5 separate regions of the Mus musculus genome follow, and all the other regions are linked to region 1. Evidence: chromatin contacts called from public HiChIP or PLAC-seq and promoter capture Hi-C data. All regions are on one chromosome and are shown on one strand. Each heading gives the region's core, a stretch centred on a gene start, on an enhancer-like site or on the middle of the called end of the contact. The rest is flanking DNA. Distances are from core to core; before and after follow the strand shown. Region 1 holds the start of Orai2 (ORAI calcium release-activated calcium modulator 2). Region 2 holds the start of Nsun5 (NOL1/NOP2/Sun domain family, member 5). Region 3 holds the start of Col26a1 (collagen, type XXVI, alpha 1). Region 4 holds the start of Hip1 (huntingtin interacting protein 1). Region 5 overlaps Col26a1 (collagen, type XXVI, alpha 1).

Region 1 (4,763 bases), core at 872-3,371:
CCTGTTGGCTTTATAAGGAAGAGAGAGACCACAGTGAAATGGGTACACCCCCACCCCCACCGCGTAAGGGAGTCAGGGGAGGGGGGCTCTCACCGTACTACTAAACCTTTGCTTCCATAAATGGAAGCCAAAATAAACTGTGTGTCTTTATAATGTAGCTTCAGGTGTTTTGTTACACTACAGAAGTCTGAGCAATGTGTCAGGGTATTTGGTATTCAGTTTTTACAGTGGACTGTGGTAGAGGAACGTACTAGGTAGGCCATGCATGAATAGCTAAGGGGACAGAGTGAGGAGCCAGTGGGCTGGACAAGCTGACCACACAAACTGTGAGAGCGTGCTAGATAGTAAGGTTTGGGTGTCATAGAAAAGCAAGGAACGAGGCTCCTGTGTGAGTAGGCTATGCACATTCATTATGTGTATTCAAGAACTGATGTTCAAGGACAGGCTCCTCGAGCTTCTAGGAAAATCAAAAAACCGACCAGCAAGATGGCTCAGTAGCTAAAAAGCGCTCACTGCCAAGCCTGACAGGCTGAGTTCCAGCCACTTGGTAGGAGAGAACCAACTGCCACAAGTTGTCCTCTGACCTCCACACATGTATTGTGGTGCACACCACCACCCCACTAAATAAATAAAATGTAGTTAATTTTTTTTTTTTTTAAGTAAAGGAAGTAACTTGCCAAGACCAACCAACTTCAGGCAGACAGCCCAGACAGCAATGCAGTGCCCTCAGGAGAGACTGCTCTGGACCTGAACCTTCTGGGTAACCCCTAGTCAGCTCCCTGGGATCCTAAGAGGGGGCAGGGGTTGTGGATCCTCCAACCTCCGACCCTCCTTCCAACAGGACAGATACCATGGCTTCCTCCCTTCTAAGGAGGAAGTGAGTCAAACAACAGTAAGGGCTGTTGCCTGTGTTTGGTTAGCAAAGCGGCTCCTAGGCAGACTGGTAATTACAGTTGGCATTTCATTTTTGCCCAGGCATGCCAGATAATTGTGCTGGCGGTGGAGGAACCTCAGTGCCTGGCGCTGGAAAGTCCTACTCCAAAGCTAAGCTTCCTAATAACCGCAAGAAGCAAAAACCCCTTGTTGAAAGAGTGTCATCCATGATGCAATGGCTGGAGTTTACCAAGTGTCTCCTTCCTGTTTTCGTTTACTCAAACTTCAGCTCTGCAGGCGCCAGGCAGTTGCCTTGAGAGTGCGTGGCTCCCGCAGGTTCAGACCCTCTTATGTAGGCACACGTGGAGCCTTATGATGGCCCACGCTGTCAGGAGGGGTCAGCGCCAGGAGGGAGGAGTTGCTTTCACCTATCCTAAGTGAATTGACTTGGCAACCCAAGCGGAAACTGCTAACAGTCACATCTATACACTCCCAGTTGTCAGGAAATTTGGATACGAGTGGAATTTTTCCTTCCTTTGGGTTAATGTGTCACAGTCTGATGCTTTTGCGACAGATGGAAAAATCCTATATAGAGCGTGCAAGCAGAAGCGTACCGGGCAAATAGGGAGCACTCTGAGGGGCCACGAGGCACCCACTGGGGCGCTGAGCGTATACTTAGTGTATACTTCCTGCAGAGCCGTTCCTGTTTGAGTTTCTCAGTTGTAAAACCTCAGTGTTCGCCAGGGCATGCCTCGCCGCAGCGTCCAAACGACCCTTCTCTGCCATCCATGAGGTGCCCAGAGCTCAGCAATGAGAACATGTCCCTTGCATTGTTTGGTTCTCACAGCCTTGCTGGAACCAAGAGCCACCTACCTGCGTGACCACAGTAGAATGGTGTCACTGCACAAGCTGAGAAAACCAGGATATAGCCAGGCTGAGCCTTTCTTGCACGCCTCTACCCACTCTGCAACACTCACACCCTGTCCCCACCTCTCTATGCTGCCCACGACAGATGCTGGGTATCCCCTAGTGTCACTCGCTAGGAGCAGCGCTCTCCCACGCCTGGACCCACCCACCTGGGTCCCACGAGGATGATAGCACTTTGTGAAGTGAAGACCCCTAGATCTTGTAGGAGGGGTCGGTCCCCAACCAGCTATTCAGGTCACGTGGTCCGCGGCAGGGCCCCACGGATGGGTCACGTGACGGCGGCGCAGTGTTGCCTAGGCAGCGGCTGCGGGCGGAAAGAGGGAGGGGGCCGGTCCTCCGCCCTGGCCCGGCCGCCGGGCCACCCGGCCGCGACACAGACGCTAGCCACGAGCCGGAGCCGTGAGCTGGAGCCAAGCGCGCTGAGGGCTGGACAGTCAGGGTGAGTGCTCGGCCGCGGGTGGGCCCGTCCATCCTTGTCTGGGGGGGGGGGGTGTCTGAAGGGGAACAGGAGAGGGTCCCCTCCTAGCTAAGGGGCGCGGGGAAATTGGATCAGGGACACTGGACAGGAGGAGATGGAGCTTCTCCCTGGGCAGGCATGGCGTGGAGAGGAAGGGACAGGCTGATGAGAGGCAGAGGGATGGCCTGGTGACCCCAATCCCTTGACTTCCTTGGTAGAGTGCAGTGTCAGAAGACTTGGATCGCGCGGGGCTGCCAGCTGATTCTCGGGTCCTGCAGTCGCAGGGACTTCCCTAGAGTATAGGACAGGGATGCAGGTGGCTGCTTTTGGCAGGCCACTGCCACCTCTCAGGCGCGTGGGTGACAAGACACAGTTCCCGTGCCCCAGATGTTTAGAGGAAGTTAAAACAGGCAGACTCCATAACCTGCTGCCTGAGACAGTTTCAAACAAACCTGGCAAGAGAAATGCTCGTCTAACAGCCTTGCCGTGGGTTGGCTTTTTTTTTTTTTTTTTAATTTTTTTTGTCAGACCTAATCTTTCTGCTGCTCCTCATTTTAATAATAATAATAATTTTTTTTTTAAAAAAAAGGTTCAGTCTGCCTAGCAATCTTAGAGTTGGTGGGTGCTATCTGACAGACTTATGGGCTCCATCTTGTCTCACCGCCCCCTCTGGCCTGAGCTTGGAATTTGTAGGCCAGACTCTGCTTCTCCCCATGGGGCAAGGGTTGGACCAAGATAGGCCCTCTGAGTATAAGGAATGGACTTGTGACAGAAGCTGGTGATGCCTGCCATCCTGGCACGCAGGAGATTAGGTGAGACAGTCCCAAGTTCCAAGCCACCCTGGGCTACACAGCAAGACCCTGTCTCAAAACAAACCCAAAAATAGAAAGGGGATCAGCGGGAGCTGTGGATGGAACCCCTAGAAAATCTGCCTAGCGTGCAGGAACCCTGGGTTCTAACCCCAGCACCATGCAAAGCAGGTGTGTGATCTCAGCCCTTGCAGCATCCAGAGTTCAAAGCTATGCTTGGTTATATTTTTGGTTGGAGGCTGACCTGGCCTACATAAGGCCCTATCTAAAATAGAAGGAAGGGCCGGGCGTGGTGGCGCACACCTTTAATCCCAGCACTTGGGAGGCAGAGGCAGGCAGATTTCTGAGTTCGAGGCCAGCCTGGTCTACAAAGTGAGTTCCAGAACAGCCAGGGCTACACAGAGAAACCCTGTCTCAAAAAAACAAAACCAAACAACTAAAATAGAAGGAAGGAAGGAAGGAAGGAAGGAAGGAAGGAAGGAAGGAGCTGGGTGGTAATGACAACTTGTAGGTAGTGTGGATGGATGGATGGATCTCTGAGTTTGGGATCACTCTGGTCACAGAACAAGTTCTAGGACAGGCAGAGCTCGGAAAAATGAAAAAAAAAAGAAAGAAAAGTAAAAAGAAAGAGATAAGAAATAAAGAAGAAAGGAAAGAAAGAAAGAAAAGGAAAGAGAATGAATTTGAGCCTCCTGGACTAATACAGGGGAAGGGTGTCTCATCTCCTTATAGGACCTGCAGGCCCAACACGATTGAGCGGGAGGCAGACAGCTCTCCACACCCACCCTAACCACTCGGAGCTATTTGCATATCCTCACTCAGCTGCACACTCGGACTGGAACGCAGGGGCTTGCCTCATTGCGGTCCCCCAGAAAATCCATCTTCTTCACATCATGAATCCTTTCCTTCCTTTGATCCCCTGGGTCTGGAGTCACAGACAGTCGTTTGCTACCATGTGGTTGCTGGGAATGGAACCTGGGTCCTCTGGAAGAGCAGCTAGTGGTCTAACCACTGAGCCCCCCGCCCCCCCCCCCACACAAGCCATCTCTCTAGATGAAAGGTAGTCTATCCCCAAGAGACTTGGCAATATCTGACTTCCAGTTGCAGTCTCCCATCATGCCCCTGTGCCCTGGCACTGCTGGAGAAAGTCCAAGAAAGTCCAGCATAGCCTTACTATTTAGCTCTGTGCTGCTGTCCCAGCCCCCCAGAGTCTTCTATCTCTTTGTCTTCAAGCAGTCAACCATCCTGCCCCATTCTCTGGAGGATGAGCGCCTTCCTGCACATGACTTCAGCTTCCTGCTTCTCAGAACCCTCTCTGTGGGCCACATCTTGTCTTGGATAAAGGGTCTGTTTTGGTTTTGTTTAAGATTTTATTTTTACTTGTGTGTGTGTGTTTGTGTTCATATGAGGGCGTGTGCACATGAGTGCAGGTACCATTGGAGGCCACAAGAGGGCAGCAGACCTTCTGGAGCTAGACTTACAAGAAGTTGTAAACTGTCTAACTTGGGTGCTGGACACCTAACTCTGGTCCTTTGTAAGAGTAGTAAATGATTTTACCCTCTGCGCCATCTTTTAGTATGCAAAGGGTCTGTCTAGGACATGTTGTCTTTTCTACCCATGTCCATATGCCCCAAAGTTGGGCTTGCTTGTGACAGGTAGCCCAGCCCTTCTGTTTCCACCTGACCATGGAGCAGGGA
Region 2 (4,763 bases), core at 1,268-3,767, 800 kb after region 1:
CTTCTCGAAGTGTCTGTGGGCTGTGCGGGGACACGCAGTACCAAGTGCATGCACTGTGTGTTCAGAGTCCAGGCTATATGACCTCACACCGTGCAACATCAATACATGTTGCTAAGAACACCCTGGCTCCAGTACATGTTTAATTCTGAATTAATTTTGGTCACTGAGCCTTCAGAAACCCTTCACTGCTCCCTAAGATTACAGACTGCACATTGTTATGGGTTTGTTTGGTTGGGTTGGTTTTTCAAATCAGGGTTCTGTGTAACTCTGGCAACTCACTCTGTAGGCCAGGCTGGCCTGGACCCTGGACCTCGTGCCTCTGTCTCTCAAATGTTAAAGGTGTGTCCTGTGGTGTGTTGGCTTAGAGCTGAAGAGGCTGTGATATAGACAGGAGAGCGGAAAGGTGGCAGGGGCGGGAGGGCAGTTAGACTGGAGAGCAAACAGGGGGTCACAGAATGCAGAACAAGAACCGCAAGAACACCAGGGTTCAGGGGAAAAAAAAAAACAGGTCTCAGAAGAGACTGCAGAGAACTGCTGCCAGGGCCAGAGACGTGGCTCAGCAGTTAGGAAGACACACTGCTCTCGCAGAGGACCTACGTGCAGTTCCTAGCACCGTGTCCAGCAGTCCAATGTCCTCCTCAGGCACATGCCCTCACCCATGCACAGACATGTGCACCACTTAAAAGCAACATCTTTCTTAAAAACAAAGAAAATTCTGTTGGGAAAGTAGGAAAAACATCCAGAGAAAGCAGTGATTATCCCACATACACACACCTAGTCTCCCCTCTAACAGACTCCTACTTCCTTGAGAACCTGGACACAGAGGAAAATGAAGGCACCCGGGCACGATGTTCAGCTCTTACCTGGAAGCCCGACCCTGGTAGGAGAAACCTTGTCTCTTGAAATAATCGATTGCATCCTCAGGGCGGGTCTTGAGCGTGTTCACACGCACGAACCGTGGTACCTGGTAGGCTAGAAGTCACAGTGGTCAAGTGGGGAGGGAGGTGAGCCTTCTGAGGGTCACTCCCCTCCCGCCCCTCAGCCTCCAAGTCACCTTGGCCAGGTCTGGAGCTCTCTTGCAACAGGTCCTCATTTCGGCTCACACCCCGATGAACCTTGAGTCGGGCCAGCTCAGCCTTGAGCCTTGCCTGGTGCCGGCCCAGCAGAGCCTTCCATCGGCCTCCACCCCCTCGAAACCCCTTCCCCAGCAATAATTCATACACTAGCACCTGGACAGGAAAAAACACAAAACTATTAACACCATAAAACCCTCCAGTGGGAGAAGTAGGTACCTGTCCAGATGGTCATGTCAATAGAGTTCTCTTGCCCAAGATCACAAAAGAAATTAATGGCATGATGTTAGGGCAAATGTCCATAATGCCAGCAACATCAGATGCATAAGCAAGAAAACTACAAGCTAACTGGGTAATGGTGCCTTTAATCCCAGCACTCAAGAGGCAGAGACAAGCGGTTCTCTGTAAGTTCGAGGTCAGCCTGATCTACAGAGTGAGTTCCAGAACAGCCTGGGTGACACAGAGAAAGCCTGTCTCTAAAGACCGAAGAGGACGAAAGGGGGAGAAGGAAGAGGAGGCAACGGAGGCGGTGGCTCAGCAGTAGGGTAGGAAGCTTGCTTAGTATCCACCAGAGAAGAAATAGGGATTGCAGCTCAGCAATAAGCACCTGCCTAGAATCCCCCAGTGAGGGGCTGGGGGTACTGCTCAAAAATAGAGCATCTGTCTAGTGATGCTGTCCAATGAGGTGTTGTGGGTGTGACTCAGTGGGAGAACTCTTCTATGGCTTGTTGGAGACTCTGGGTTCAATCTCCCAGCATTACAAAAAGACAGGCATCCAGGCAGGCGGGTAAAGAGACGAGAGCAAATGCCATCTGCAAACCCCGTGTCCTGCCCCATGCCTGAAGCTCCCCCTCCCCACCCTACCCCACCCCCCAGGTCGCCAGCAGAGCTCTGGACCCCGACCGACCTTGCCATCATCACCCTGTCCGGTAGGTAGCCTCAGCCACTACTAGTTTGCACCTTCGTCCTACTTAGCCCTTCCTGCAATGCTCCAAGGGGAGTCACATCTGACCCAGCTCAACTGGGACCCCAGAAAGAAGTGTGAGAGCCACGCACGGGTAACAGCCTCTGGCCGCCGCTCACCTTGGCAAGGTGCGGTCTCAGCTTCTTCTCGGCGCGAAGGAGCCCAGCACTGGCGATGACAGCGTCCAGCACGGCCGAGTAGCGCTGCGTCTCGCACACCAGAGCGTACAACTGCTTCAGGTTCTGTGCGACACAGGGGACACCCGCTGCACCCCACGCGGGCCTCGCCTCGCCTCGCCCTCCCGCCCGGACAAGCCCCGCTCCCCAGCCCGGCTTGCCAGCCCCCGGCCTCACTACCTGGAAGTTGCTGGAATACACCAACCCCTTGAGGGAGCCCTGGCGGCTTTCCACGCCGGCCAGCACCGCCGCGGCGGCCGCGTACAGCCCCATGCTCTCCCCGCCTCAAGCGCTCTACGACACTGTCGCAAAACTCGGGCTGGCTTTACGGCCGCCGCAACAATTTGTACAACCGGATTTCCGGAGTCAAAGGGTTCGCTGCTTTCCGTTTTCAGCGTCCAAAAATTAATCTTAGGCTCTAAATCCGAGCGGGCTGGCTCACGCCTTTAATCCTAGCGCGCGGGAAACAGAGGCAGAAGGATCTTTGCGAGTTTAAGGTCAGCTAGGTCTAAGTAGTTACAGGACAGCCAGAGCTACATAATGAGGTCCTGTATGTAGAATGAAAAAAGTCTACTTTCTTTTTAGAATTCAGTGTAGCTATTTTGTAGTTTGTTGTTGTGGATTGGTTTTTTTTTTGTTTGTTTGTTTGTTTTTGTTGTTTTTTTGAGACAGGGTTTCTCTGTGTATCCCCTGGCTGTCTCTGTAGAGACCAGGCTGGCCTCGAACTCAGAAATCCGCCTGCCTCTGCCTCCCAAGTGCTTTTATTAAAGGCGTGCACAACCACGCCAGGCTATTTTGTAGTTTTTAATTTTTTTTTTAAGACTTTGGAACTCAGAAGGCTACGCAGACTCTCCTAGCAGTCCTGTGTCAGCCTCTCCCTGTGACCGGATGAAAGGTTCAGTAATAAAGCACGTGCCTTGATGCCTCCACTGAGAGGTTGGGATGTGGCTCAGTGGTAGAGCCCCTGCCTAGAATCCCCCAGGGAGGGGCTGGGGCGTGGCTCAGTGGTAGAGTCCCTGCCTAGAATCCCCCAGGGAGGGGCTGGGGGCGTGGCTCAGTGGTAGAGCACCTGCCTAGAATCCACTGGTGTGCTTGGAGTTGTTGAACACCCATCTAGTAAATGTGGCTCTCTGGGACCCTAGCGCTGGAAAAAGTAGATTGTTTAAAAAAAAAAAAAAAGTGGGTGTTTAATAGGGCCGACAGACATTGTCCCTCGGAGTAGAGCACTTGCCTAGCATGTGCAAAGCCCTGGGATCAATTCTCAACATTGATGAGGAGGACCAATGATGGGACTCAATCTATATAGAGGGCTTGCCTAACAGGCAGAAAGCCTTTGGTTCCAATCCTTCCACTGTATAAACCGGGCATGATGGTACGCTCCTGATGGCTCACTGGTTAAGAGCACTGTCTGCTTTTCCAAAGGTCCTGAGTTCAATTCCCAGGAACCACATGGTGGTTCACAACCATCTATAAGGGGATCTGATGCCCTCTTCTCACATCTTTTAAGAAAAGAAGGAAGGAAAGGAAGAAAGATTGATTTGAGGTCATCTTTGGCTAGCCAATTCACACCAGCCTGGACTACATGAGACAATCAAAATAATGGTAGTTGGGCCTAAGAAAGGTGGCTCAGACCTTAAGAGCACATACTGTTCCCAGACATGTTAGGCAATCAAAACCTTTTGTAATGCCACCTCCAAGGGATTCCATAGTTTCTGACTGTTGGCTTACAGACAATTCTGCTAGGCTCTGCTCAATAGCAACTTAGCAACAGCTTGCGTCATCGGCTGCCACTTATGCGGCTTGCCAGGTACAGCAGCAGTGTTGAAGAGGACTGCTAGTCACTACCCAAGTCTCCTCTCCTTTCACTCTCGCTGTCCCCACGTGTTCCTGGCCCGCCTGTCTCTTCTTCTTTCTGCCCCACCCCCTTCCCTCCCTCTACCCTTTTCCAAGTCCCCACTCTCTTTCCTTTCCCAACAAACTTTATACTAGGCCTATCGCGTGATTCCTCAAGGGGACGCCTTGGCAGCGCCTGCCAGGCACCTTCTTACTCCGGTCATGACACCTCTGTGGGCACAGCACCCGCAAGCATTCACCTACATAAAAATAAGTATTAAAATAGTAGTAGTAATAATTAATGAGAAAAATGTCAAATGCATTGTTTTTAATAGATGTTTGAAGGCCCCAGTGATAACGTTTAAATATGTGAGGAAATGTTTCTGCCCTCTGCTGGACAAGTTGGGAAGCACAGGGCTACTTTATTTTTTATTTATTTTTATTAGATATTTTCTTTATATACATTTCAAATGCTACCCCAAAAAGTTCCCTATACCCTCCTCCCGACCTGCTCCCCTACCCACCCTCTCCCGCTTCTTGGCCCTGGCATTCTCCTGTACTGGGGACAGGGCTACTTTATGAGCAACTATAGGACCTGGTAAGGTGCAAGGTGGCACGCATACCCCTAGGTGGTGAGGAAGAGGCTATATCCCCTGATATAAATGTTCTGGGGACACGCGGGTGTGAAGAATCTTTTCAAGCAGTCCAAACACTGAG
Region 3 (4,763 bases), core at 1,299-3,798, 710 kb before region 1:
CCTAAGATAGGGTTTTCAAAGACAGGGTTTCTTTGTGTAGCCCTGGCTTCCTGGAACTCTCTCTGTAGACCAGGCTGGCCTCGAACTCAGAGATCTGCCTCTGCCTCTGCCTCTGCCTCCCAAGTGCTAGGATGCTGGGATGAAAGGTATGTGTCACCACTGCCAGGCTCCAAAGTTGCTCCCCTTGAAAACACTTTCAGGTGCAGCACCACCCAGCAGTGGGGAATGGGAGAGAGCGTGTAGAAAGCGTCTGTGGTATCTAGTCTCACTCCCCCAAAGAGAATAGCTGCCGCTGAGGCCCATTCCACAGCACCAGCTGTGTGACCTTAGAGGAGTCACTTAACCTCTCTGAGCATCCTCGTCTATAGCAAACCAAAAGAATGCACTCACTGTGCCTTGTGTACAAATGCCATAATGAAAGCCACGACTTTGTTTGCCAATTAATAAAAATTGCTTTAGAAAACAATAACAACCTGGGCTGGGTCCGCTCACCTAGGCAGGGTGACATATACATGTAATCCCAACGATCAAGAAAAGGAGACATGCCAGGCACGGAGGCGCACACCTTTAGTCCTGGCGATTGAGAGGCAGAGACAGTTTGTGTCTGTGAGTCTGAGGTTAGTCTAGTCTACAGAGCTAATTCCAGGGCAGCTAGGGCTACACAGAGAAACCCCATTTTAAAAACTCCAAAGGAAACAAAAAGCAACTTCAAATAGTTGTGTGCACCCACTGCTCTCTTGGAGACAGGAGTAGATTGATGACGTCAAAGCATGAGCAGTAGAGGATTAAGGACACACACACACACACAGAGAGAGAGAGAGAGAGAGAGAGAGAGAGAGAGAGAGAGAGAGAGCGCTAGGGATCTGATCTACATCCTTGTATAAGCTGCGGACAGTCTACCACTGAGCCACGCCCCCAGCCCCTCACTGGGGGATTCTAGGCAGGGGCTCTACCACTGAGCCACGCCCCCAGCCCCTCACTGAGCATTTTGGGCAGGGGCTCTACCACCGAGCCACAGCCCAGCACTTTGCTGGGAGGATTCTGGACAAGAACTCTGAGCTACATTTTCAGGAATCTCCCCCGACCCTGCGCCCATCTGAGACTGGTTCTCACTATATGGTTTAGGCTGGATTCAAAGTCTTGTACCTATTGCTTGGGGCTGGAATTATAGTCTCCCACACCATCTGGCTTTAGGACTGTTGTTAGGAAAGAGTGAGCCACCCACTCTGTTGACTTGCTATCTGGTCTAATATAGTCCTATAGATACATAACTCACAGGTACCTTCTAGCATGGGTACCCCAATATATCACACTCAACTCTCTTTACCTTCTTCCCTAAATTGCCCATCCCTTCCCGAGAGTTCCTCCAATCCCAACTTAGTTCTTTTGTCTGTTACCAAGTCTTGTGATGTAGCCCAGGCTGACCAATACTCCTGCTTCCAACTTCCTAGAACTGGAATCGCAGATATGCACTGCCGTGCTCAGCCTGGCTCTGTTTTATTTTGTGGAATGTCCACCCTTCCCAAGTTCTCATGGGTCTCGGAGGCCGGGTTTACTCTTCACAGAGTAGATAGCCCCTTCATGGGATGCGCGTCTTAGACCTAGGACCTTTTTTCACACCCCCCATCCATGTCTCCCTCGGGCTCTGAAGGGTTTGGAGGACCCCCACTTTATGGGGAGGGGTGTTCAGCGCCTCCTCCCAAAGGAATCTGAAGTGTGCCTCATGGATACCGGCGACATTCAACAAATGGTTAGCTCACAGCCTCCTCTTCACCTGGATTTGAAAATACTCTTGTCTTCTAACCTTCCCTCCACACCGTGACTAACGAGAAAGACCAGAATATTCCACATTGCTGTCAACTGGCCTGTGCTGTGGGTGCTACTATCAGATGCAGAACCCCGTTTGTACTTTCTGGGTTACTGTTGTCACTATGAAGCTTAGGCTGGCCCCAAATTCACAATCAGCATGTGGAGCCTTGGGATTATAGGGGTCACTACCACACAAGCTAGGCTTAAGTGTGTGTGTGAGAGGGGGCTTATGCACACGCGTGTGCATGGGTAAATTGAGGCTAGAGAGTAACATAGGGTGTCCGGCTCTAGTCCTCTTGTTTTCTTACCTCCATTCAAGGTTTCCCTCACTGAACCTTGAGCCCGGTCAGAAGCCCCAGGGCTGGAGGCTCTAAGGATGGGGTTAAGTGTCATGGCAGGCTTTTTATATGGGTGTCAGGTTTCTGTAGCACACACTTTTACCACAGAACCTTGCTTAACTTTCCTTGAGTCCAAGATCTACCTCTGAAAAATGGAGATAGTGATATCTCACAGTGTCACGGTGTTTGATCAAAGACTGGGTACTGAGAGGGACCAAATCCTCCTCCACCTTGGTATGGAAAGTGCAAAATGTGTATAAGAGCCCACAATGTAAGATTTAGTGTTTGGAAACATGTGTGTCCCTGGGGGTACCCCCGGCTTGGTAGCCACCTCCTCAGTCCTGGACCGCTGAGGGTTAAAAAGAAAGACCCACGCCCCCTTCGACTGCGCAGAGCCCACCTCGCCGAATTTGAAAAGGCGGCCCTGGAGAGGCGTGGGCGCCCCCCCCCCCCAAGACGACTTCCACCTCCGACCCTGACTTCACGCCATCACCGGCTAGCTCCCTGCGCTCCAGCCTGGGGCAACAGGGTCAGTCCAGCGGTCTGGGGCACTCCTGATCGGCTCCCGGCTCCCGGGACCCTAGGTCCCCGCGGGAGAGCGGTGCAAAATGAAGCTGGTTTTGCTGTTACCATGGGCGTGCTGCTGCTTGTGCGGGTCGGCGCTGGCCACCGGCTTTCTCTACCCGTTCCCGGCAGCAGCCTTGCAGCAGCACGGCTACCCGGAGCAGGGCGCCGGCTCCCCCGGCAACGGCTACTCGAGTCGCCGGTGAGTAACGCCAGTGGCCGGGCCTGGGGGCACGATGGTTGGATCCCGGGACAGCGGGGGCTCGGAAGAGCCGTGACCGGGTACTAGTAACGCAGGACAGTGAGCCAGGGTCCCGGAGGGTTGGATCCAGCGACATCAGGGGCTGTGAAGAACATTGGCCCGGTGCTGGGGGACGCGGGATAGCGGACCAAGGACTGGACCACAGAAAAGGTGGTCGAATGTTAGGAAGCAGAGGCTCGACGGCGTGAGGGCCAGATCGTGGGACAACAGAGGATCCGAGGAGTTGAGGTCTGTTGGGTGTTGGGGTCGAAAGGCATCGAGTTTGAGGCGCCGCGGAGCTGGATCGTCGGGCAGTGGGGATTCTGAGGCGTAATGGCTAGGGGCTGGGGGCGCAGGAACTAGATCAAAGGACAGTGAGGACTCCGAGGAGTGGTGGCTGGATGTTGGGGTATTCAGGACACGGGGGCGTGAGAATTAGAGCCAGTGCGCGCTCCAAGGCGCAGTGACCCCCTGCTGAGTGCTCTGTGTTTGGGGACGCACCACAGAGACTAAGAGGCGAAGTGGTCCAGTGATTGGGAAGAAAGGACACGGGACTTGTACCACGAGGCCTGAGGGCACGGAGACCGAAAGCGAGATGGGGAACAGTGGGGTGGCCTCCGAGGCACAGTAGCCCAGTGCTAAGGACGCAGGCCTGGGGACTACGGACGCCTGGAACGCACGACCGTAGGAGCCTTGTGGTCGGGTGCAGGAGAGGGAATAGATATTGTGATCATTTGCTGGGACCCCGGGCCTAAAGAGTTCGGGGAGCCAACTTGTGTGAGAGGGGTTCTGGAAACCTGGGGCCTCAGACTTGGTGGTCTCCGGTCGCGCCCACCCGTCCTTTCCCTTTTTTTTTTTTTTTTGCCCTGTGCCCATCGGCCCTGGGCTTCGAATGGAGATGGCACCGACTTGCATCCGGGAGTCGTAGAGGGAGCTCCCGGGACTCACAAGACTCCGGGTTCAGTCCCCACGGAGTAGCCCGGCTCACCTGCGCGGCCTTGGCTTTGTGTTCTACAGTTCCCAGAGTTACCAGGCCATGAGTCCTTTCGGTCGCCTGGCGACACTGGAGAGCCCATTCCATTCGGCCTTTGGGGGTCGAGGCGGCCGAAGAAAGTTTGGCTGTCCAATTCACACTGGAACAGGGTACCCACCCCGATCCCACGGCTCCGCAGTGGGCTTGGTGGAGGCGCGGGGTCACTCAGCCCTCAGTGCCTGGACCTGTCCGTTGCTTCTCCATCTACCGCCAGGTGGCGCGCTATCCTCCTCCGATGGTTTAGCGCTGTCTCAATGGTTTTTGAATTCTCAAAGAAAAGGCAGCGCACCCAAATATATGTTACTGAGTTGTTTGCTAATCTTACCGAATTTAACTTTCCTATTTGACGACCTCTCCAATCCTCGCATCTGTACTAGCTCCACGCGGTGTATTTTGATCCTCACACCGCCACAGGATTAAGGAATTAAGTTACTATCTTACTGCTCTTGCATAGGACCTGAGTTTGGTTCCCAGCGTCCACTGCGTGGGTCTCCCAGAACGAACCCCCTTGCTCATATCTCCAGCGCCAGGCATCTGAGGCTCTCTTCTGGTCTCTGAGGGCGGGCACTGCGCTCACACGTGGGCACACACACACACACACACACACACGTACTTTAAAAAATAAAACTGCCGTTTGAATTGAGAGTCTCACTCTTTGAGTTCATTGTCAACACACAGGATTGACTGCCATCTTCGTTCTCCAAACTTGTTCTATCGTCGCTTTCTCACTGCCTCCCCCGTTATGGAAGCTAGGAAGTAGATCCCAGGTTCTATTATT
Region 4 (4,763 bases), core at 655-3,154, 630 kb after region 1:
GTGTGGCCCGCCTAGAAATTCCAGCCTCTGAAGTGGGAGACAGAGACTCTTCAGAGCCAACAGGCTAGTGTGGCTAGCCATATCAACAAACCCTGAGTTCCATGAGACCCTAAGTCAATGCGAGATTCAAGAGTGATGATGACCCCTGACATCGGCCTCAGATCTCCATGTGCACAGGTGCACGAATGTGCTTGCACACGGTGCGACACACCTGCAAACCGCATCTCTTTCAGTGTGGGAGGCTGGGGGGAGGGTGTCTGTGGGTAGTCTGTATACAGGTATATGCCTGTAATCCTAGCATTCAAGAGGCTGAGGCAGGATTTCTGGGAGTTCAAAGCCAATCTCAACTTTTTAGTGAAATATTATCTTTGTGCATGTAGGTGTGCATGTGTGTGCAGTACTGGCTGTCCTGGAACTCACTCTATAGACAAGGCTGGCCTTGAACTCAGAGATCCATCTGCCTCTGCCTCTTGAGTGCTGAGACTAAGGCTGTGGACCATCACCACCCGTCTTGAAACACTGTTTTTAAAGAGCATCCCTGGTGTGACCACTCAGTGGGTAGGTTGCTACACTAAGCCTATCACTCAAGTCAGATCCTGGGGTCCACACGGTAGAGAACAGAATCTAATTTGCTTTCTGACCTCCACAGAGTGCTGCCGTATGAACACAGTCCCACACATACACACAGGTACAAAATGTGTGTAAAACGTTAAAGGAAAGTCAAGCCTAGAGGCCCACGCCTATAATCCTAACAGTTGAATGGAAGAGGCAAGAGGCTCAGGGATTCAAGGGACTCAGCGACATAGTGAGTTTGATATTGTCATTAATTAAAACATTGCCTAGTACAAGTGAGACTTGTACTGGCTTCTATTGCAGAGCTAGATGGATAGCACCATCAAATTGCTTAATGCTTAACGGTGCCACTAGTTCTGTTAGTGAAGAACCTGTAACTTTTTTCTTTGCTGAGGAGCACTTCCCAGTCTGTAGGTGCTCCCAGAACAGGATGGGAGGAGTGGACCCTACCATAGTTGAACAAAGAGCATCTGTTGGGGTTTCTACCGAGATAAGGTGAGAACGAAGCAAAGTTTGGAAAGCTCTGGGGAGATCCTCGCAATCACAGGCCAGTATTTGGGGACCCTCCAGAACGGTCCTCCAGAACGGGCAGAAAGGAATGCACGAGGAGGGGACTTCGAGGACCACTAAGGCCGCCATCGCGGGTCCACACTGACGCAGAGTTCCCCAGCAAGCCGGTGAAGCATGGTGTGCAGCCATGCTTCCCTTGATCTGCCTTTCCATCCCCTCGGGAACTCGTGGCGCCGGCTGGACCGCAGGTCCTACTGCTCAGAAACCCGCAGCAGAGAAGGGCCCAGGAGGTGGCGCTTCGAAGTAGGGTGGAGTCAGCAAGGGCTGGTCTGTGGCAGCCAGGCCCCACCCACTAGCATGACGGACAAGCCTTCAGAGCAATCATAGTGCTTTTATGGTCCTGGGGGGTGGGAACAAAGGAAGAGTGACGGATGTAGGGTGGAGCCAACAAGAAAAGGTTAGGGCAGCCCATCAAGCCAGCCTGTTGACAGATAAGTCTTCAGACCAATGACAGTGCATGTAGAGGCCTGGAAGGCGGTGCATCGATTATGGGGCGGAGCCTAGGGGGCAGGTTAGGACAGCAGCCCACCAGGTCCTGCCCACTAATGATAATGGACAAACCTTCAGACCAGTCATAGTATGCGGACCGCCCTGAGGCGGGCAGCGGGTGAAGTGAGCGGAGCGCCTCCGAAGTGGGAAGAGGGGTGTGGGGAAAAGCCTCTTGGAAACATGGGGTGGGTTCTGAGGGAGATGGACAGCGCTGTCAACCAATGGAAGACGGAATCTGTCCCCGTTAGCGCCGGATCCCCGCGGGTAGGGAGGGGCGGGAGGCTCCGCGGGGATCCCGGGGCGGCCGAGGGCCCCTGACTCTGTTCACCCAGACAACATGGACCGAATGGCCAGCTCCATGAAGCAGGTATCCAACCCGCTGCCCAAAGTGTTGAGCCGCCGCGGAGTTGGTGCTGGGATGGAGGCTGCGGAGCGCGAGAGCTTCGAGCGGACTCAGGTGAGATTCGAGAACCCTGGGGCATCCCTGGGGCACTTGGAGTGATGCAGGGTGCAAGAGAGGCTTGGAAGGGAGTGGGACTTGCAGACTCGGGAAGGAATTAGGCAAGGTGGCTGCGATCGGAATCATTTTGGGGTAGGGAACTAGGCGGGTCCCAGGGAGGTTCGGGATCTACCTGGGCATCTCCACTGGCATAGGGGTCGGGGTGCACTCTGGGGAACTGCAGATTCCTGCGGCTGAGGGGACGGTCTCAGTGAGCACCATCAGGGGTCACAAGGGAGGCTAAAGGGAGTTGAAAGGGGACTGACGGAAGGGTGCTCCTGGATAGGGGAAGCACTTGGAAGTCGCTTGGTTTTTGCCAAGTGTGGGAACGCCAAGGTGGGGGTGTGAAGGGTGGCTCTGGTCGCCTTACTTTAGTATTGACTCTCCCTACACTTCCCAGCATCTCGCTCAACGGTGCCTCTAACTTGGCTCTCAGCAGCCCCAGCTGTTGGCCTCAGAGGCTGGGCCAAAGGGGTCTGAGTGATGGGAAGGACCGTAAGAAATGTGAAGTGTGGTCCAACTTGTAAAATGGCCCGGGGGTTTGGAGGAACGGGGACGCGCAGCCTGGGGTAGGAATTGAGGCGCTTGGATTGTCAGAGCTTTGCGTGCCGGCATAAGCTGTCCAGTGATACTCAGACTCCTGATTTGAGGTTTTGCTTTCACCCTCCAAAATATGCCTGACAGCTAATAAGCAGACCGCCTGCCTTATTTGTCTGGTCTGACCAGGGCAGATGGCCAAAATTCCACCGCAGTTATCAACAAAAAGCCACTATCCAGTTTTACCTCAGGCTTTTATGCATGCTGTATTGATCGGACTGAATCAAGTTGTGAGGCTCGGGGTGTGTAGTCATCAGTTCATCTGTATGTAAAATCTGTTTCTGAGAGTACAACTCCTCGGATCCCACTGCGGATGCCGGGCCGGTAGATTTCTTCTACTCTGGCTCTCCGAGTTCTACTTTGAAGATCTGAGTTGACTTCAGCCAGAGGCAGGTCCCCTGTCGTGTTCTGTGAGTAGGAAAGATGGAAGAGATAGGGAGGGCCTGTGTGTTCTATAAATGGACCTTGCTCGGAAGAAAGCCTTTTCACCCCAGGGGACTTTACACCACCTCTTGTTTCTGAGACCCCTGGGTCCACTTCTTGTGTCTGAGGGGGGAAATGGGGTAGTTGTACCCCGGGAGGGGAAAGAGAGACCACCGTCCACTTACCTCTCAATGTCTATAGAGTTTGGAGCTTTTTAAATTTCTCAGATCTTTTGAACCTTGGGCGTTGTTGCCAAAAAAAAGAAAAAAAGAAAAAAAAGTTTTCATATCCCCCCCCAACCTCTTTTATTTTTAAACTGAAAGAAGAAAATAAACTGGAGCTATTTTATAGCATCCGACTTAAAACTGAGGCAATAAGTTAGACATAAAAGTTTGAGCTTACGGCCAGCGGAGGTGGCTAAGGGGTAAAGGCTCCTGCCAACCAGTCTGGCCACCTGAGTTTCATCCCAGGAAGGGAACCAACTTGTCCAAGTTGTCTGCTGACCTCCATACTCAAGCCGTGCCATGAATACCCCTCCATATACATACACCCAAAATCACTTTTAAAATGTTTTTTTTTTTTTTTTTTTTTTTTTTTTTTTAGTTTGAACTTAATACAGAGTGATAGAATTGAGGCACTTGAATGTTTCCAGCCATAAGTAACATTTTTCCTAGTTGCCCAACAGGAAGACTGGTAGGCAGTGTCTAGTTTTACCTTCTGTAGAACACTTGTTATGAGCCGTGTGTATGTGTGTGTGTGTGTGTGTGTGTGTGTGTGTGTGTGTGTGTGTGAGAGAGAGAGAGAGAGAGAGAGAGAGCACTGAGATATTCTATAGCAGAGCTTTTCAGTTGTGGAAGTCTCCCCCCAGCCCCCTTTTTTTCTTTTTGGTTTTTCAAGACAGGGTTTTTCTAAGTAACAGTCCTGGCTGTCCTGGAGCTCACTTTATAGACCGGGCTGGCCTCAGACTCACAGAGGTCCTCCTGCCTCCTGAGTGCTGAGTTTTTTGTTTGTTTTGTTGTTGATGTTGTTTTTAATTTGTTTGTTTTGTCGCTGTTGTTCTGTTTTATTTGAGTGAGAATCTTATTATGTTGCTCAGGCTGGCCTGGAACTCAGCTGTGTAGACCAGGCTGGCCCTCAAACTTTCATTGGGAGACAGAGGCAGGAGGATCCTTGCAAGGCAGTGTGGTCTAAGTAGCAGTTCCAGGCGAACTGTGGCTATACATATTGAGACTCTATCTCAATCAGAATTTCAATAACCCAAAAATTAAAACAAACAAACAAACAAACACACTGGTGTCTTCAGAGACTAAGAGAATCAGCGTGGGTTTTATAATAATTGTAGCTAACTACTATGTTTGGAGGTCCTCTAAGTACAGTCCTTGATTTGGTATCTTTAATCTTCTCAAGAGCTGATGGAGTGGTTATCAACCCCATTTTGCTTAGAGGAAATTGAGGCCTACCGAGCGAGGTTAAATAACTTGCAGGGTAACACAGTTGGAAGTGGTCCCAACCTTTAACCACATCCCAGCTACCTCTGAGTCCTGAGCATCCCCGGAAGATAACTGAGTTCTCTTCAGTTCCTTTTGCCTTGAGACAGAGTCTCGTGCAGTTC
Region 5 (4,763 bases), core at 1,325-3,824, 580 kb before region 1:
CTGCCTAGAATCCCCCAGGGAGGGGCTGGGGGCGTGGTTCAGTGATAGAGCCTCTGTCTGGTATGTGTGAGGACCTGTGTTCATCTCTCAGGATGGTAATAAATAAAAAGAAAAAAAGCAAGCCCTGGAAGCATGCAGCTGTTCCTAAGGCACACAGAGCCCCATAGATCCATGTTGAGCTCTGCTGTCCAACTCCTGATCCTCCTGCTTCAGCCTTTTGTGTGCTAAAATTTAGACCTGGGCCACTATCCCTGGCTTCTTTTCAAGAGCAAAAATAAGAAGACCTTTCTATAGACTCCCCTCAGAGGTCCAGGCTTTGTGGCCGGGCTGCAGAGTGCTGCTGATGTTCGTGGCCAGCACAGTTGCAGTTGTCATGCCTGCTTGTCCTGGGGTCCTTTCTGTTGCCTGATGACCCGCTCTAAACCAAAAACAGCTTAGGGAACGTAAGGGCTTTTTTCAGCTTATACATCAGTCCACTACTGAGGGATGTCAGGACAGAAACTGGAAGCAAAACCCATGGAGGAATGTTGCTTGCTGGGTCACCCACAGCCCCACACTTACCTAGTTTTCTTAAACGACCCAGAACCACCTGCCTTGGGACAGTGCCACCTCACAGTGGGCTGGGCCTTCCTACAGCAATGAACTTCAAGACAATACATCACAGACATGCCCCAGGCCAATCCTATCTAGGTGTTTTCCATAGCCGAGACTAGCTTGTCAGTTGACCCAGGGCTGTGTCTAACTGACAGAGCTAACTAACACACTTAGATAGTGCTGGCCTCAGGCTGTATACCATGGTGATGGTGATGGTGATGATGGTGGTGGTGGATGTGGGGGTGAGATGTCCTTCAAGATGGGTCACTGTCCCCACTGTGTCCCCCCTAGATATTTTGATAAATTCACAAGTTTGCATCATGTGTCCTCTACCTTATTCCCTGAAACAGGGTCTCTCACTGACCCTGGAGCTAGGCTGGAGGCTAGCAACCCCTCACGATCCCTCTTTCTCTGCCACCCCGCTCCAACAGTGCTGCATTATAAGTGCAAGCAGCCATGCCTGGCTGTACGTGTCATTCCCAACTTAAATCAAAGCATGTGAACGAACAAGTTAGAGATAGCAACTAAAACTCAGACACTTTAGGTAAGTGCCTGGAGGTCCTGGGAATATGATCTAGTCCCCTCTTTCTCCTCTCCTGATGAACCCCAGGATTCACCTCTAGAGTTCACACATATGCCCCTGATCCCAGGCCCCAAATCTCCTGTGTTACATAGTCTCAAAACTCATTGATGCTCTTGATTGGAACTTTATCAGAGAAAGTGAAGTTCCAGGCATGGCCAGCAGGTGGCAGACACACCCCGCTAATGGTGACTCCTGCGTTTTCCTGCCTCCTTGAGTGAGATTTTCCAGCAAGAGGTTCTTTAGAGACTCTCTCACAGACCAGAGTCAAATGCAATTTTAAATGCTGTGCTCCATACACGGCCCTCAGCTGACTCAGAAGTAAGACAAAGTATGTCACCCAAGCTAGCCTTGAACTTTTGATTCTTCTGCCTCAGCCTCTTCAGTGCTGGGATAACTGGGCCTGCTCCGTGGTGGCACACTCAGGCCTCCAGAATATTTCAAGAGATAGTGATTCAAGAGGGAAGGCCTGGCCCTGCAGACCCTCAGGGAAGGTTGGGCTCAGCTGCCACAACTGCAGTTCTGGACCCTGAGCAAGAAGACAGCAGGAAGAAAGGATGTTGAGAAAACAAGCTACAGTTTGACTCTGTGGCTGGCAGTGGAAGACCATGCTTCTCAGCTGCTCAGTTTACCCAAAAGGGGAAAACAAACTCAGTCATTGGGATCACAGACAGGGAAAGGCAACTTCTCAACTCTCATGACCAGTATACCCGGGTGCTGGGGGCGTGGCTCAGTGGTAGAGCCCCTGCCTAGAATCCCCCAGGGAGGGGCTGGGGGCGTGGCTCTTGGTAGAACCCCTGCCTAGAATCCCCCAGTGAGGAGCTGGGGTGTGGCTCAGTGGTAGAGCCCCTGCCTAGAATCCCCCAGTGAGGGGCTGGGGGCGTGGCTCAGTGGTAGAGCCCCTGCCTAGAATCCCCCAGGGAGGGACTGGGGGCGTGGCTCAGTGGTAGAGCCCCTGCCTATCACTCATCTGAGCACACAACCCATGTGACCAGAACTGGAGCCTCTATGGCATCTGAGTCCACAGTGTTCTCCCATAATTCTCTCCTCAGGACCTCCAGGACAGATGGGACCACCTGGACCTGCAGGACCTCCAGGTTCCAAAGGTGAACAGGGCCAGACAGGAGAGAAGGGCCCAGTGGGACCTCCAGGTAAGGAGCCCTGTCCCCTGGAGTGGAGACAGGAGTTTGCTTTGTACCTGGGCATGGGTGGCATTTTGTGTACCTTAATCTTGCTTGTTACCCCAAATTTATTACTTCCTTCTCACCTTTCTCCTCTCCCCAATCTCAGAGGTGCTGCAGGACAAGAGTCTACTGGGACCCTTGGGGTGGGGATGGCGCTGCTAAGGCCCAGGGTTTGTTCCAAGCACCTGAAACCCCATGCAGGAATCCCATGATCCCCTGCGCGCTGCAGAGCTCCAATGCCTGCTCAGGGCTGGCTCACGCTCTGTCCTTGCTCCAGAGTTAAACTACTCCCGAGTCCCAAGACATCTGGCTGGAGCCTGTGCCGATCCCACTCCTAACTCTGTCATGTCCACCCTCTGCTGTCCCTGTGCCAGAAAGAGGAAGATGTCCCACTGACCTCCCAGGAGGACTGTGGGCCCGGAGACTTGTCACTGACTGGACAAATGTCCTTGGCCACTCCTCTTCAGGGCCATAGTTCCCTTGTCTGTAACATCGCAGCCGCTGGTCTCACCTAAAGCCTCTGCTCTTCATTGTAGGTCTCTTGGGACCACCGGGGCCACGCGGGCTCCCTGGAGAGATGGGGCGCCCTGGTCCACCAGGCCCTCCTGGCCCAGCAGGAAGTCCTGGCCTCTTGCCAAACACTCCCCAAGGCGTCCTGTATTCCCTGCAGACACCAACAGACAAGGAGAGTGAGTGCTGGGTCAGGTCGGGGGTGGGTGAGCCAAACTGTCTGTTGAGGGAAACTAGCTTTCGCTAAGGATCCCAGAGAAGCTAAGAGTCGCTAATATCAGGGATCATCCAGGACAGGAGGCCTGGTCGCTCCATGGAGACCGCCTCCAAGCCTGCTCTTGGCCCCAGGCTTAGCTCACCAGGTCTGATGGTTCCCGGCTCCGCCTGCAGCTGGCGAGGCTCCCCCACCAGGAGCACCCCTGAAACATTTTCTTCCCTGTGGTCTCTCACTGTAAGATACTAACAGGTGTTTACTGACACAAAAGTGGCAGAGACCTGCTTGTTCTCAGGGACCACAGTGTGACCTGTGTGAGTCGCAGACCACATAAAACACCTGCTTTGTGGGGGCGCAGAGCATGGGGTCAGAGACTCTGGGTCTCAGGGACCAGAGGGAGGCAGAGGAGAGCAGTTGAAGGAGGAGCAGGTCTGGCTAAGTGCTTAACCCTGATCTTAACCTCACCTTAACCCTAGCCCTGGGGTGATTTAAAAACCTTGGAGGAGCTGGGCTTGGGAGGCTGACACAGTAGACTCAGTGCTAGCTTTAAGTTAGTCTGGGATATCCAGCAAACTCAAGACCTGTCTCAGCTACACAAGGAAACCCTGTCTCAAGAGGGAAAAAAAAAAGCATATTAAAAAAAAAAAAAAGTAGGTCTGGGGCACATGGCTCAGTGGTAGAGGCCCTGCCTAGAGTCCCACAGTGAGAGCCTGGGGGCGTGGTTCAGTGGTAGAGGCCCTGCCGAGAATCCCCCAGGGAGGGGCTGGGGGCGTGGCTCAGTGGTAGAGGCCCTGCCTAGAGTCCCACAGTGAGAGCCTGGGGGCGTGGCTCAGTGGTAGAGCCCCTGCCGAGAATCCCCCAGGGAGGGGCTGGGGGCGTGGCTCAGTGGTAGAGCCCCTGCCTAGAATTCCCCAGGGAGGAGCTGGGGGCGTGACTCAGTGGTAGAATACTTACATAGTACATAGTACATTATGAGCCTTGGGGTTCAATCTCCAATACCTCAAAAATAAATTGCATCAAAAAAGAAGAGTACACTAAAGTAAATTTGTTGTATTTATTTATTGATAGGGACATGCCAGAGTTTAGGTGTAGAGGTCAGAGTGGGAGTGTTTTCTCCTTCTACCATGTGGGTTCTGGGGATCAAACTCTAGTCATCAGCCTTGGTAGCAAGTGCCTTTACCCTCTGAGCCATCTTGCCAGCCCCCAAAAATAAAATCTTGAAGAAGAGGATGGGTTGGTGACATGATTGACAGTATGGGTCTGTTGTTATGGAAACAGGGTTGAGGAGACTCCTGTTCAGCACCCCATATACATAACACAAACCTCCCTGGGCACTGGTTTCTGAATCCTGGCCTCAGTCTCCCCAGCTGTAAAGCTGGGTGGCCATACTTCCTAAGGGAGCCACTCTGGAGATTTACGCATAGTTTCTGAGCGCTTGCAGTAAGAGGGGGCTTGTCCCAAGGCATGATGGGAATCTCGGTGCACTCAAAGGGTGCCTGGCGGGGCAGGAAGCCCATTCTGACTTGGTCTGTAGCCTAGGTTCCCTTGAAGAAATGTTCCTAGTTAGGGAGAAGGCATATGATGCTGAAGAGTGGGCAGTGACCTTAATGACCACTGAAATAAATATATCCCTAAGCCACCAGGAGTCCAATGGAGGAGCCCTCACCCCATGTCCATGCAT

Evidence for each region. Promoter capture Hi-C pulls out the DNA fragments that hold promoters and counts their contacts. HiChIP or PLAC-seq counts read pairs in DNA pulled down with a chosen protein or histone mark.
Region 2: a promoter capture Hi-C map of liver shows a contact between it and region 1, with 3 times the contacts expected there. The contact joins the promoter of Nsun5 here to the promoter of Orai2 in region 1. A contact is called at or near these places in 2 of 39 promoter capture datasets (hippocampal neurons and liver).
Region 3: a contact with region 1 is called in a promoter capture Hi-C map of pre-B cells. The contact joins the promoter of Col26a1 here to the promoter of Orai2 in region 1. A contact is called at or near these places in 4 of 39 promoter capture datasets (cranial neural crest, embryonic stem cells, liver and 1 more), 1 of 484 Hi-C or Micro-C datasets (embryonic retina) and 1 of 115 datasets of contacts at active chromatin or transcription factors (large pre-B cells).
Region 4: a contact with region 1 is called in a promoter capture Hi-C map of embryonic stem cells, with 2.4 times the contacts expected there. The contact joins the promoter of Hip1 here to the promoter of Orai2 in region 1. A contact is called at or near these places in 2 of 39 promoter capture datasets (embryonic stem cells and liver) and 2 of 115 datasets of contacts at active chromatin or transcription factors (bone marrow-derived macrophages and memory CD8 T cells).
Region 5: a contact with region 1 is called in an H3K4me3 HiChIP or PLAC-seq map of the 230-238 cell line, with 12 read pairs. The contact joins the enhancer-like site here to the promoter of Orai2 in region 1. A contact is called at or near these places in 16 of 39 promoter capture datasets (the 3T3-L1 cell line, 3T3-L1-derived adipocytes, the C10 cell line and 9 more) and 8 of 115 datasets of contacts at active chromatin or transcription factors (the 230-238 cell line, T-cell acute lymphoblastic leukemia, astrocytes and 5 more).

What each region holds. Positions count from the first base shown.
Region 1 is chr5:136,168,014-136,172,776 of GRCm38.p6, reverse strand. Orai2 (ORAI calcium release-activated calcium modulator 2) reads left to right here and starts at 2,121. Exons shown (of 3, transcript NM_178751.3): 1 at 2,121-2,239.
Region 2 is chr5:135,367,707-135,372,469 of GRCm38.p6, reverse strand. Nsun5 (NOL1/NOP2/Sun domain family, member 5) reads right to left here and starts at 2,517. Exons shown (of 10, transcript NM_145414.2): 1 at 2,394-2,517; 2 at 2,157-2,279; 3 at 1,055-1,229; 4 at 864-972. The coding sequence starts at 2,486. It also overlaps a transcript of Trim50 not described here.
Region 3 is chr5:136,881,000-136,885,762 of GRCm38.p6, reverse strand. Col26a1 (collagen, type XXVI, alpha 1) reads left to right here and starts at 2,548. Exons shown (of 13, transcript NM_001346699.1): 1 at 2,548-2,913. The coding sequence starts at 2,756.
Region 4 is chr5:135,542,263-135,547,025 of GRCm38.p6, reverse strand. Hip1 (huntingtin interacting protein 1) reads left to right here and starts at 1,904. Exons shown (of 31, transcript NM_146001.2): 1 at 1,904-2,089. The coding sequence starts at 1,970.
Region 5 is chr5:136,752,477-136,757,239 of GRCm38.p6, reverse strand. It overlaps Col26a1 (collagen, type XXVI, alpha 1), which reads left to right. Exons shown (of 13, transcript NM_001346699.1): 6 at 2,227-2,325; 7 at 2,895-3,047. Among named protein-coding and RNA genes, the nearest start is that of Myl10, 61 kb to the right of the region's middle. Within about 2 kb of position 2,574, at least 22 of the 459 cell types and tissues checked have an H3K27ac peak or open chromatin away from gene starts, as enhancers often do. A contact at or near this core is called in the 230-238 cell line, T-cell acute lymphoblastic leukemia and pre-B cells, where this site is marked.